Linked DNA regions of Gossypium hirsutum: region 1 is linked to region 2. A link is a contact called in public Hi-C data. All regions are on one chromosome and are shown on one strand. The core of a region is the stretch at or near the end of the contact, and the rest is flanking DNA. Distances in the headings are between cores, read along the strand shown.

Region 1 (2,700 bases), core at 177-2,676, 210 kb after region 2:
ATTCAAAATTAATGCCCTCCACTTTGACAAACTGTCGACACAGCAGATCAATCTGCCAACTCTGATATTCAACAACAAAATTAATCCAGGAAAATGTTAAAACATATAAAAATCAATAAGTAGAAGTTCGTCAACATTGTCACTTCCAATAAAATCAACAACCAAGAACGGCATTACAATTTCCAATATAACATGTATACATCCAAAAGCATACAAAATCAATATATGCTTAAGTCTTAAAGGTCAAAACCCTATTTTGTATCTTAAATGGCTTCAAATTCTAATATGTGATTAAGATGTTAAAAACATACAGTCAATCCAAGCAAATGTTAAAGCATATAGTCAATCTATAAGCAGTAGACAGCTCATCAACATAAAGTTGATTTCATTAAAATCAACACCTGAAAAAGGAATTACGTTTTCCAATATTGCATATATACATCCAAAAGTAGAAAAACTAAATATCTGATAAAGGTCGAAAGCCTATGATTTCTAAATGCCTTCAGATTCCAATATTTGGTCCTCCAATTGGGGGATATCCACAAAATATTAGTATAAGAAATGATACTATCAAAATTAAGATTAAAATGTGAAAGGAAAAATGATTTGCTATATTAGGGGTAGATTAAAAGAAACAGAAAAAAAAAGGAAACCATAAACCTCCTAATCATATTAATGAGTGTTAAAGACGAGGTAAATTCAACAAAATATTAATGAAAAATTATTAAAAATCACAAAATCAGAATAAATAACTAACATTTTATTCAACGTTAAATAATAAAAAATAGAAAATAAAAAGTCATAGGATTCAACATCCGATCTACAATCATCTAAATAAAAAATTAGAAAATCAAGTTCAGAAATCAGAATATAATGGCTCTGACAAGAACCAAACTACATAGATCGATCATTCTAAGTCAAAACAAATAGGAACTTAAAAAGAAAAATTATAAATAGATCTACAACGAATCAAAAACAGAAAAAATAAGTAAATCCAGCTCTAGAACAAAGACACGAAAGATTAAAATCAACAGATAGGAATAAAATATTATATGAAATCGAACAGATTCATCGATAAGAAAAAAATAAGAACAGTAATTAGAAACAGAAATCATACCTTCTATGAGATGTGGAAAAGAAGGGGAGGAAGAGATTAGATTGGGAATTTGTGAAGAAAAACAGAGGTTGGAACCTTATTTTAGATATAGCGGATTTTGGTTGTGGAGGAAAAGGAGAGAAGCACGCTGCTTTATATATGGTGACGCTTAGGGCAAACTCAGCATCTTTCAACTTTTATTTTTCGAATATATTAATTATATTCTGGAACCGACTTTCTTATGACATTATTACCCTTACTTTTATTTTGTATTTACGGTTTTCTTTTTCTCTTTTTTCTTCCAATTTTTATAATTAATTTGTTGTCCACCCTATTTTTATAATTAATTAATTTTTTAATATTATTTTATAAAAAAACCCTAAAATATATGAAAGTAATTAATCCTATCTTTCATATTTTATGGTTAAATTAATAAAATTTTTGCTCAAATTTTTTTTCTTTATTTAAATAACTACATAATTTGCTTGAGCGAAAATGTAAACTTTCTATATGTTTAATATTTCTAGGAAAATTATCTCATATACCGTTTGAGGAAATTTTTTAAACTTCACAAATGGGTTAATGATATGACAAGTGTATTATAGAGTATAAAAAAACATAAATATAAATCAATGTAATATTTATCGTGTTCTCAATCCATTTGTAGAGTCTAAAAAACTCTACAGATAATATATCAAATAATTATTCTTAATTTAAGTATTATGCGCTTTATTTAAAATATATCTTAAAATTTTATAGACACTATTAAGATTTCAGTAAGTTGAACAAAACAGTACAACATAGTACATAATTTAAACTTATCTAGAAGAGTCAATTTAGAATGTGATGTATTGAGAAAGTCTTGGAATGGGTGGGAAAAATGATTATTAAAGTTTTAAGTAATTGATTTAGTTAGACTTTATTTTACAAAAAAAATTATATAAGTAAATCAACTGACAAAAATTTAATGGAATTTTATATGAAATTTGAATGAAAAATATAATCAGTACATAAAATAAATTATATAATAATATTATTAAAAAATTATTATGTTTGTAAAAAGCTTGCCAACTGCTTTCATAATGCTATAGTTTGTCTTCTTTCCCTTTTTTAAATTTTAAATCCTTTTCTCTCATATAAATATTTGCAAAATGTAATAAAAATTTAAAAGGATTTACGTTAGAAATGTAAGTGTCAGTATCAGTACCATTAATTTTTTTAATATTTTCTTTATAAATCCAAAATGCCCCTTATAGAGTTCATTCTTTAAATGATGGTGGAGTTCCTTTTTGCAATTTCACAAAAAAAAAACTTTTTTCTTTAGTGTAACGGAATATCAAAGGGTGAAAATGGAAATTAAATAACAGAAAAGAAAATCATCAAATATTCAAATTTAAAATTTTAAAAATGGAAAATTTACGTGGCACGCTACAGCGCAAGTAAAATCAAATTGAAGCTTTCAAATTTGCGTGTTTAATTATACTTCTTTCTAAAATAAACGTGTAATTTTGACTCATTTTCTCCTGGATGCACGCATTTAAAATTGTACCAAATAATTATTATAGTTTTTTTAGTTAAATTTTACTTTTAAAAAAAACATATAT
Region 2 (2,700 bases), core at 26-2,525:
AGTATCTGAAAAAAAAGAAATCTTTAATCATGCTCATTCTTCATTACGCTCTGTAATTGAACGAACATTTGGAATATGGAAAAAAAATGGCCAATATTAAGAGATATTCCAAGTTATTCATTCAACAAGCAAGTTTTAATAGTTATTGCAACAATAGTTTTGCATAATTGCATTCGAAGATATGCTTGGTCAAATAATGAGGATTTTCGACAATTTGAGAATATACCCAACATGCCAACCTCTTCAGGCCATTTTGATAGAGGTGAATCGAGTTCTTCTAATAGTAAAAGTGACCTTGAAATCGCGATGTTAAGGGAAACCATTGCAACTAATTTAATGAATCCATATTTGTAAAAACATTTTGTATCATAACCTAATATCTAGTAATAATGAAACTTGTTATGTCTTATGTTACTTTTTTTTTATTAAAAATCATCCGTTTAGATGCTTCAAAATTTGATCCAAGTATAATGTTACTATTTGTGAAAATAATATTTATCATTGTTATAAAAGAATATTTAACTATAAAAAATTAAAAATAATTATCTTTTTATCTAATAAATAATTTAAATTGATTATATAATTCATTAAAATATTTATAATAAAATATTACAAGATACATTTTAATAATTTTATAAAAGTAAAATAATTTTAACAACTTATATTATATAGCAATTCTAATATGATGTCTTTAATAGCCATTTTTTATTCTTATCTCACCGTTACAATTGCGTTTGAATCCAAACACACACTCCACCATTGTTTCTAATCTCACCGCTACAGTAACTAATCTCACAGCCACCCCTGTTTTTATCCTCACCGGAGGTAAACACACCTCCCATCCAATAAATTATTTTTTATCTATAACAATAAATTTTATCAAATTTGTTACCGACGTTATTCTATTAGTAGTACTCATCGATTCTTGGGCTTTCAACTAACACAGTCTTTTTCTGTTGTTCTTTAACCCTCAGTTTTGTTTAGAGAAACACTTTTAAAAGGTATTGGAGATACCTAAATTTTTTTTGTGAATTGTTTAAGTCATTTAAAAATATTAATTTTGAGTTTGTAACACTTGAAATTAAATATTACATATTTGATGAAGGAATTTTGAAATTTATTTTGTTATATAATTTATTTTTTTATTACACAAATTGAAATTTATTTGAGCTAATTTCTCATTATTCAATTAAAATCCAAATATCAGGATAAACAGCCCAAACCAAAGCCCATAAATCCTCAGCCCATACAACTGTGCCCTAGTTTCTTTTCTTCTCCTTGTCTCTTTTCTTTCAGGCGCACAGCTTCAATTTTTCTTCTTTTCCGGTGCTTTTCTTCTGATCGGCCACCACGACTTCTTCAAAAGCCAATAGCAGTTCCAGTGTGGCCGACTTTCAGGCGTGTCCGAGCAACATATCCTAATTTTCTTTTAAGGGTTGTAAGTATAAAACTGTGTTGACAGTTCATGCTGTTTCTTACATTCTTATAGGGTCTGTATTCTAGTGTATTTCTACTATTATTTCAGAACCATCACATTTCTCTTGCCTTTAATAATGTGTCATAATTCCATTCTGTAGATAACAGATCAGCGATGTGAAATGTTCTATGATTTGAAAAAGTATAAAACTGTGTTGACAGTTCATGCTGTTCCTTACATTTTTAACTATGTGTTATGATGTATGGTTTCTGTGTAGGTCAAACTTCTTAGGCACCATGCTCAAGACTGATGATTTTTAAATCTCTTAGAGCTGGTATATACGTTCATCAATTTTGGAGTAAAAGCACTCTATTCCTTGATTGTATCTGTGGACTTGGTTATTCAGTAATTTCTAGCAGTATGAAAGAAATCAAAGTAAAAGATGCTTCTCCTATGTGTACTCTTGCACCTGATACTGAACCCAGAATCCAACCATCTTCCTCTGTAAGTGAGGACCGTAAGTGTTCATCTATAAGTGTGAAATCTACCCCTGAAATAGAAAAGAAATATGTTCATCATGTTTATGATGCTATTGCCCCCATTTTAGTTCCACCCGCTTTGCCAAGTGGCCGAAGGTCGCTGCTTTCTTGGAATCTTTGCCTACTGGTTCACTTATCTTAGATGCAGGATGTGGAAATGGGAAATATCTAGGTTTAAATTCTCGCTGCTATTTTATAGGATGTGATATAAGTCCTTCCCTTATCAAAATATGTGCTAATAGAGGGCATGAAGTTTTGGTTGCAGATGCTGTTAATCTTCCTTACAGAACTAATTTTGGTGATGCAGCAATCTCTATTGCTGTGTTACATCACTTAAGTACAGAGAATAGGAGAAAGAAAGCGATTGAAGAATTAGTGCGAGTTGTTAAAAAGGGTGGCCTAGTTCTAATAACCGTTTGGGCTGTTGAACAAGAGGATAAGTCATTACTTACCAAATGGACTCCACTTACAGAAAGGTATTTAGAAGAGTGGATAGGACCAGGTAGTCCTCGTGTTCGTGGCTCTTCATCCTTCACTCTAGAAAGCATTCCTGAAACTGAGGAAAATGGTTTGGGTGGGCATCCAAAAGATTCTAGAGTGAGTTTAACTGAGAATATGCAACAATCATCATGCTCAACCCCCCAAAATGAAGATGATTCAATGGTTTCTAGAGATGGAAAGAGTCAGCAGGAATATTTTGTCCCTTGGCACTTACCTTATCACCGTGCTGAAGTTAGTGGTGCC

What was found. Hi-C and Micro-C count contacts between places; a contact is called where the count stands out from the background.
Region 1: a contact with region 2 is called in a Hi-C map of leaf, with 1.6 times the contacts expected there. The contact joins the promoter of LOC121230367 here to the enhancer-like site in region 2. A contact is called at or near these places in 2 of 34 Hi-C or Micro-C datasets (hypocotyl and leaf).

Annotation. Positions count from the first base shown.
Region 1 is chrA06:6,537,074-6,539,773 of Gossypium_hirsutum_v2.1, forward strand. LOC121230367 (probable eukaryotic translation initiation factor 5-1) reads right to left here and starts at 1,427. Exons shown (of 2, transcript XM_041114985.1): 1 at 1,118-1,427; 2 at 1-61.
Region 2 is chrA06:6,322,421-6,325,120 of Gossypium_hirsutum_v2.1, forward strand. It overlaps the pseudogene LOC107962467. Among protein-coding and RNA genes, the nearest start is that of LOC107962466, 23 kb to the right of the region's middle. Within about 2 kb of position 1,276, at least 7 of the 9 cell types and tissues checked have an H3K27ac peak or open chromatin away from gene starts, as enhancers often do. A contact at or near this core is called in leaf, where this site is marked.